2 separate regions of the Rattus norvegicus genome follow, and region 1 is linked to region 2. A link is a contact called in public Hi-C data. All regions are on one chromosome and are shown on one strand. Each heading gives the region's core, a stretch centred on a gene start, on an enhancer-like site or on the middle of the called end of the contact. The rest is flanking DNA. Distances are from core to core; before and after follow the strand shown. Region 1 has its middle 210 kb from the start of Meis2. Region 2 has its middle 65 kb from the start of Cdin1.

What was found. A called contact is a pair of places that touch in the nucleus more often than the background predicts.
Region 1: a Hi-C map of liver shows a contact between it and region 2, with 6 times the contacts expected there. The contact joins two enhancer-like sites. A contact is called at or near these places in 7 of 12 Hi-C or Micro-C datasets (the A7r5 cell line, Schwann cells, frontal cortex and 3 more).

The regions. Positions count from the first base shown.
Region 1 is chr3:123,186,356-123,190,737 of GRCr8, reverse strand. No RefSeq gene overlaps it. Among named protein-coding and RNA genes, the nearest start is that of Meis2, 210 kb to the left of the region's middle. Within about 2 kb of position 1,492, at least 15 of the 93 cell types and tissues checked have an H3K27ac peak or open chromatin away from gene starts, as enhancers often do. A contact at or near this core is called in liver, where this site is marked.
Region 2 is chr3:122,828,893-122,833,270 of GRCr8, reverse strand. No RefSeq gene overlaps it. Among named protein-coding and RNA genes, the nearest start is that of Cdin1, 65 kb to the left of the region's middle. Within about 2 kb of position 2,475, at least 1 of the 93 cell types and tissues checked has an H3K27ac peak or open chromatin away from gene starts, as enhancers often do. A contact at or near this core is called in liver, where this site is marked.

The DNA.
Region 1 (4,382 bases), core at 243-2,742, 360 kb before region 2:
TAATATTTACCGTGTAAGAAATGATCATTCTGATTTGGACCTCTTGAAATATTTCGAGAAATAACATTTGGCTTTTAGGTTGAAGGATGAGAGAGGGGGAGGCGCTGATGGAGTGAGGGAAGGCACGGACCGGCAACATGTTAAATTAATAGTTCAAGTTGAGCTGGGCTCACACCCCAAGTCCGCTTTTATTTTTCAATCAGCGAAGATTTAATTGGCAGCCCTCGGGCCGGGCGATCTGATATTTTCTCATTAGTTTCCCATCACTAATCTTGAGTGGTAGGTTGCCTTACAGGTTGTCAACATTTGACCAATTTTATTTAGCGGGGGGGGGGGGGGTGGACACTTGGGGGCGCATTATGACTCCGGGATGTGAGACCTGCAAATAAATCCTGCTTGGATCAGCGGAACTAACAGGCGAAAAAAATGTTGACTATTCATCGTCGCATCTAATAAGTTGCATTAATGTATATTTCAAGACGGGTGATTATACTTGTGCTGTAAAGACACAGATGAAAAGAGGTCGGAGCGGGAGCACTAAACTAGTTGAAGTGAAACGTAGATGCATTTCGAGCCCAAGGTAAATAAGCCAAGTGGAATCGCTGTTGAGGGTTTAGGAGCTCTGATCGTCCTCCCTTTCCTTTTGCAGCTGCGTGAAACCGCCAAGCCTGTGTCACCAGCTCTGAGCCGCTCGGCGGGCTGGTCCACAGATAACATCAGAGCGCCCCCTGCTGGCTAGCAGGGTAGACCGCGGCGGGACAGCCCCCCGCGAAGCCAACGGTGTTTTTCTGCGCCCCCCACCCTCCACCTACCCTTCCCACTACTCCCGCCCTCGTCTGGCTGCAGCGAAGGACTAGTTTGTCAATGCTGAACATTTAAGTGGATAAATGATAAAAATAATAATAAAATAGGAAAGTACTCACACCTTTCACTTGGCCTCGGGGAATAACCGACCAAATGCCTAAGGAAAAGGATACGTTTTCTAATTTTTTTATTCTGCGGGGGTTTGCTCGAGTTTGCTTTTTATCTCCTTGTAGGTTTCACTTCCAAAGATACATTTTAATGTGCAATACAGAAGGTTTTATTATTACTAAAAAATAGATATCTGGGGAGGGGCAACAAGGAATGCCAAATAATATTTCTAATACTTGTAAAATCAAACTCCTGGGGGAAATTTCACAGGTTTATAAAAGTCTACAGGAATCACTTTTGGAATTTAAGCAGTTTCAATTTGAGGTAGCCCCTTTTGCACACATCAGTGGGATCCCAGAGCGTTCAAAATTCTCTCTTTCTCTTTCTCTGTGTCTCTGTCTGTCTGTCCGTCCGTCCGTCTTAATTGTCAGAGTATCTATTCACAAACAGGTCTTTCCCATGCGCATGTTTTCTTCTCTGGCTCTGCTTTCTCGCTTTTTGCTGGACAAGGACAGAGCTGCTGGAGAGCACCCCAATATCCCGCCGCCGCCAGAGTGCAGGCACTTTTCATCTCTCTGAGACGCAAAGTGCGCCGCGCGGTTTCAGAGGCTTGGGGTTCGCCGCACAGCAGCGTACTTGGAGCGCCCAGATTACTCTCTCAGAAGGGTCTCCCCACTGCAGTTAGACCCCGCACACACCAAACGTGACAATCTACCACGCGGAACGACTTTAGCTTCTCGGGGACTTTTTGGTTTTGATTTTAAAGAATCAGATTGCGGGAGTGTGTGTGTGGGGGTGTTGAGAGCAATTCTAAGGAACGAGGCTCTGGGGAAGGAAAGAAAAGGCGACAGGGAGAACGGAATTTGCAAAGGTGCGTCTCCATTCTTTCCTTCCCAGTGCTTCTAGTTTGTGGATTGTGCGATCCATTCTCTACCCTGGCTCCTCTGCTCAGCCCCCACCCCAGTTCCTAGACGTTGGAGGTCTGGATCAGGCACCCTGGGGCCCCACAGAAAGGGGAGCTTCTAGAAAGGCAGTGGTGGGAACCAACCCAGATCTTTGGGCAGAGAATAGGGGTGCCTCAATGCAGCTGAGCTTGAAATATTGTTAGGGGCTTTTGTAATAACGGAGATAAATTTAAATATGCACCATCAAGCAAGCTGTTATGATGAGAGGGACTCTGTTTTGAAGTTGATTGCATTGCTTTAAAAGTATAGTCTACTGGGGGAAGTCTGGCACTGCGGTTCACTTTTTGAAAGATCCCCTTTAAGCTCAGTAACGTGTAAGAGGGGTTACTGCACAACACATAGACCACCTTAAATAAATGTGTATATAGGTATACGCGTGCATATGGAATACATAGTTGTACGGTGACTACATAAACACATGAAAACAAACACAAGGAAGTGGCTTCAGTGCAGCCGAATTCAGAACACAAGCACATCCGCAGTAATACTCTCATGCTCACTGGTGGAGGAAATGGAGAAATCCTAGTGTGTTTGGTTACATACAGCTTAACAAAATTGGGAGACACTGACAGTCTAGTCAATGTTCTAAGTAAACTGACACAAAGGTCCTCCAGAAGAGACAGAAAATACCCTGCCATTAATCTTAAACCACTTGACGATTATGATTGAAAGAACGAGATCACTAAGACTTCTCTTCTCAGATGGCTGTGAACAGTCCTACGCCTACATTGTGGCAACAAAATTAACTCTCCAGGAGGAATGGCGCTCTTTTTAAAAATTGTTTTGTTTTGCTTTAAAGGCAAGGAGAGAACGAAAATAATAATAATGATAAAATCCAAGGAACCTGAGTTAAACACCCTGGATTTGTTGCTGTTAAGAGACTGTTTTCACTTCTGGTTTGCTCAGTCTGGCTACAAAAGAAACAGGATCAAATGATGCCTCTACCGGATAAAACAAAACACTAATGTCAGTCATTAGGTTTCCCCCATTTTTTTTTTTTAATGTCCAGCGGTTTTGCGAATGAAAGTTGGGCAGGTGTTAAAGATGTTACCTTGTCCACATCTATCAGTCCACTCCTGTCACTTGAATTTTACAAGCTTTTTGTATCAAATTGAGTTCATGGAAAAGAGAATTAGATACCAATATTGTGCACTTTCAAGTAACTACCCTCCACCCCATCCCCCCACGGCCCCCCAAGCCTGCATCTGAATGCTGATGCCCTAATAACCAGAGACCCACACCCTACAGAAAAAGGTGGTTAAGAACCCCAATCACTGGGCTTTCTGACAAAGATGTAGCCGTTCTTTGCCCTTGGAGTCCCAAGAAAGAATGTCTCCCCATACGCAAAAGCCCTTATGTTTTCCTTAGAAACTTGAATTGGGTAAACAATTCTGAGGGGTTCCTGAATAATTAACATTTTAAAAAGCTAAATACTGAACAAAGAGAGGCAGGTAGCAACACCAACAAAAAAGATAAAATAAGCCGTGCTTTAAAAAATTATTCTTTCAACTGCACAGTTCCAGATGCCGCAGCTCAACCTTTCTCACTGAGTGACCGGCTCTCCCTGCAGGGAGAGCTGGCACTGGAGCCCTCTCTCGACCAGAGTTTTGGAAAATCAGGGGTGTCTGGGGAGAGGGGAGGGAATGGGGTCTCCTCGCAGCTTACTCTTCCTACCTGTTCCCTCCACCCCAAGCTAGAGAGAAGTGGCACCCAGACTCCAAGTGGCACTCATAAGGGTGTGTCGCCAAACCAAAGTGGAAACCCAAGTAGGTCCCGAAGGCCCAGCAGCCTGCCAAGGGGACAAGACCTAAGGGTCGGAGGCACACGCCACCGCCTGTCTGACTGCCTGGCGGTCTGCCTGCGCTTGGGTGGACAAAAGGCTCACTGGCTACTCTAGTGTCGCAGCTGTTCTGTGTCATTCGATGGAGGGAGCAGGCGCTGCAGTGTTGGTGCGCGCGCGCGCGTGGGACACACGTGCACTTGTGTCTATATCCAGCCTCAGACACTCAACTGCTTAAGTTCCTGGCTCTGCGCAGCCCCACCTCAGCAGATCCCACCGCATCCCTACGCTACCTGTATCTCCCGAGTCACACCGGACAGGTGTGCCCAACTTGAACCTCAAAGCCTCAGGGTAAAGACCCAAGAGAGGAGAGGCAAGAGGATAGGCGGGGTTGAGAAGAATGATGGAGTTCTTAGAGCTAGGATATCCCCACCTTCCAGCTTCTGTCACCACACTCAATCTTTCCCGCCCAGACTTACCGGGTCAGGCAAAGAGATTGATTCTGGCAAAAACCTGGCTCAGGGAAACCCCGGGGGTGGCCACTGACTCCAGAGACTGAGCAGGCTTGGCTTAGGTTCGAAAAACACAGTTTTAATTTTCTTAATGAAGGCGCGCTCTAGAGCTCAGCTGGTAATGGCTGTGCCGAGTTTAATAGACCTCTGTCGTACAGCAGAAGACGGATAACTATCGGTTCTAAGTAATCTGCTCTAATGCAATTATTTTCC
Region 2 (4,378 bases), core at 1,226-3,725:
GAACAGCTGGTCTCCGTTTCCTCCGAGGACAGTACAAGCCCTGGAGTCTTAAGTGCAGTCAATGGGGATTCAAGCAAGATGTTACGGAGCCTTCCCGACCCCAGGAGATGTGCAAGGGAAAAAGACTCAGGTTTTCTGGATTTAGACTGTACTGACTTATGGTTATTAATTATATTTTAAGTCAGAAAGTTGAAGTTGAAAAATAAAAAGGAAAGGACAATTCCCCATGCAAGACCCTGGAGAGGAAAAGAGTGGATAAATTGTGATCTGGGGCCAGAGACCATATGGGTTGAATGAAATGTATCACTTAGGATATTTGGCCGGAAGAAAATGAAATACAGTATAGAAAGGGGGAGGGGAGTTGCATACATAAATAAAAGAAAAAGAGAAAAGTATTGGAGGTATTTATAATACGCAGACTATTTTAACCAAAGTTTTGTTTTTGGTCATGGGAAAGTAATTCTAATAGTCCAAGTGTGTGAGGAACAGTACTCACTGATGGTTGACACTATTTTGTGGAACCGGTGTAGTTAAATATGAGAATCAGGGCCAAGAAGCAGATTGGCCATATTTAATTTCTGCCTTTACAAACAATACAAACAAACCAGAAAAGGGATGGGATGACTTTTCAAAGCTTTCCCAACCTTTTGATTTTATAACATAAAGGGAAATGGTAATTATGAGGCGAGTAAACAGTAGATACATACGACACAAATCAAGGACTAGAAATGTCCACATCAAAGAAACAATAGCTGAATAGTAGGAATTACTAAAAAAAAATTACAAACATCATTGACATTGTTAGCAGGGGAGATACGAACTGAGTGGCCAGTGATGCTGGCTTTGTGAAGCTCAAACTAAGGAAGGAGACCCATGGACTTAAGAACCTTAAAGTCTAAGTCTTGCTGAGTGATAACGTTGTTCCCCATCTGTTGTTGGAAACCTATGGCGCTCGGAATGATGGCAGTTGTAGAAACACGGACTCATCGATGGGCGTTTCACACAGTAAATAGCTCAAGGATGCACATAAGCTCTTAAGATTACCACCAATGTTAACTTATTTCAGCCATTTCAACTCCTACAGTGCTCAGAATTATGTGTAAGTGTTCCAGTTTCCTCTGCCGGCACTCCACTCCCAGTTTCCGGGCTAGCTGTGATCAATTTTCTAGTTACCTGTGTTTCTGTGCCTGTTGAATACGGGGATGGCCCTCTTTACACTGGGCTTTCTGAGCAAATGCAGGGTTTTGTCATTAGTGTGTTCTATCTAATGGGTTTTATAGTGCATGGCTTTGTTTTGTTTTTGCTTTTTTTCTGACAAAAACTTTTCTTCGCTCTAAATAGCAGAAAATAGAATCATGCTTGAGTTTGTCAAATATATATATATATATATATATATATATATACATACATACATACATATATATATAGATAGCATTCTGGTACACAGAACTTAATCTAAAAATAGGTTGCTGGCCATATTTTTTTTTTTACGGCTTTTAAAATATGTACTTTGAATTCACTTGTAAAATGATTCAGATTTGGAAATCAATCTCTCTCTCTCTCTCTCTCTCTCTCTCTCCCCCCCCACTCTTCTTTCTGTCTCTCCGTCTCTCCTTTATCCCCCTCTCTCTTTCGACAAAGAAAAGCCTTTTGTTCTGGTCCCTACCAGTGCTTTATTCTGTGACTTTCTGCTGTCCCCTAGTGGCATGTTAATCTTTTTGACGATGGTGTGATTGTCCCTGGAACCAATTCTGTCTTCTGTGCTTTTTTTTTTTTTTTTTTTCTGACTCTCATTAGCAGGCATTTAAAATATTTCTAAACAACCCAAGAATTACCTTTTAGAAGCAGCAACTACATTCTTCAGCACAAACAGCATTTGATCTTTGAGCTCAAGTGTACATGCCCAGGGAGGAGAAGCCATGTAGGTACATTATCCTGTTCCCTGGCCCATGTTCTCCCCAATTCAGATTCTCAAAATTCTAACACAAAATTGATGAAAGCAAAATGCTGTTGGCTTTGACTGTTCCTAAGTAACAGACGGCGGTGAGGCATAATTTGTGACAGGTTAGACTCTTTATGTCAATGGGTTTACAAACAAAAATTATGGTATCACTTTCCTCTCTCTTTCGAAAGTTCTGCTTGGTTACTCTCATGTTTCTAGTTGCTTTTTGTTTTTGTTTTTTGTTTTTTGTTTTTTTTTTTATGGTGGCATTTGTCAAGAAATAGTTGTAAAAAAATACAACAGCATTCTCAATGTTTGAAACGCTATATGTGACTTACTTATGTGAGAGGCAGACTCTCCTTCATAGTTTCCAGGATGGCTTAGAGATAGGGTCAGAGTTTTCTGTTACCTCTCTACATAAAATCAGAAACTTGCAAAAAAAACGAGAGCTGGATTGGCTGTTTACCCCTTAGGCCGTTAAGCCACACATGTTCAGCTCTAATGTGGTGCTGGTGCATTGCTCAGCAAATTCTTTCAGCTGATTGAACTCGTCATTTCAAACTGTACGTCATGAAAATGGGATAGCTAAGGTCGTCAGAAACCATAGCTCAGCTTTAAAAAATTTTAATATTAACCGATTAAAGACTGTAAGCCTAGCTTCCACAACCCCTTTAAGAGATGGCTTACAGCATTCCCAAGACTTTACAAGAAAAGAAAAAAAAAACCCAACTTGGATGAAATCTAGCCCATTAATTGAACATTAGAGAAATCTGAGCTGAATGCTGAACTAATGATCGTTTGGCTCTGTCTTGTTTGGCACTTGCGTGGTTTTGACAACGATCACTTGACTAGTAACACTATTTTCTTTCTGAACTCGAGGGGAAGAGGGTTGGGAGTGGGGGCAGGGAGGAGAAGGCTCAAAGCCTAGGTACTCCTATTTCTCGGTAATTCAAGTGTACAGTCTGGCCGTGGGCAAGCAAACGAGCTAAGCTGTAAGGCTCCCTTCAGTGACGTGAGTGAAGCTTGTGTCTTCAAAGAAAAGTTGATGCAGTTTTTTTTAAACTGCCTCTCTTCTGGAAGGTCAGATTGCTGCCCAATTTAGTCATTTTGCCTGTTTATACATGCCTCCATTGGGATAAGGCATTACAAAACAAAGCTCTGGATGCAATCAATCTTGGCCTAAGTGCAAAGTCACCCGACCAATCCCCGGAATCCTGTGCCTATCGTGAAGCAGGGGGAAGGAAGGGTTTATGCCTCCTGTACTTCTTCTCAAGAGAAAGGACAAGTCCCCTTCCTAAGCCTTTGTAGGGTTCATGTATCTCCTCTTCAGCCTGACCCATCTCTCAAATTCAAATTACATGGTTTTCTAAAAATACATCCTTCGTCAAACATCGTAATTTACAGTAGCTATTTTTTTTCCACAGAGAAATGCCTGACTTTTGTTTATTTTTTGTTGTCTAATTCAGATTGTAAATGTCCTAAAAAAATGTTCTCCTGGAGTTATTTTTAAAACCTCATGGTAAGCTAGGTGTAAATACTGTGACTGTTACTGGGAATGTTGGAAGCAACATATTTTTGACTGATTGCAGAGGGTGGGGGTGGGTGAGAATTCCATTTGGAATTCTAATTAATTTAATTTCCATTTTAGATAAAATTACTCTGAAAAACTCAATTCTAATGAATAAAAGTTTTTTTTTCCATTGAAGATTCTATTGGATTTAGGGAAAATAGAGGATAAAGTTTCCTTTAAAAAAAAATTAAGGCTACGGATAGTCTTAATAAATCTTCTGAAAAGTAATCCGGCATCGTCAGTGGTCTATTCTCTACAGAATTAGTTTTTCCAAAACAATAATAAAGCTGAGCGGGCCTACTTTTTACAACTCTGGAGACTATCTAAACAAAACGAGCAGATTTATAGGGCTATTTTTAGTGCGCGTCACCGCGTTACAGTTACCATTCGCTTTTGAACCTCATTTGACATCCCTAGTAGAAAAATACAGGCAGAAGACTCATTAAGACCCTTAATAAAGACAGTCTCCACACGGCTGTTACCCCTCGAAAAAAACAAAGTTGAGGTGTGCATCCGAATGTTCTTTTGGACTCTTACATTTGTTTCCATTTGTCTAAGACAACTCTCTGAATCTCTGTAACCACCTCTCTTGCCCCATGCGTAGGTGGTGTGTCCTCATAACTGAAATAAAATCACACTTTCACGGGTGGGAATCTTCAGAGAGCCACAGGTAACTCGGCTATGCACAAGTCACCATTATTTTCCCACAAGTTGTAGATTTACTCCCAAGTAATAGTAACTTGCTGAAAAAGTGAAACATTGCGACTCTCAGCAAACCACTCTTGCATGGAGAAAAAAAAAAGCCACGGAGGAGTTTATGCAATGTTATGAAATAGTTCACCACACAGATTTATGGAAAAAGCACA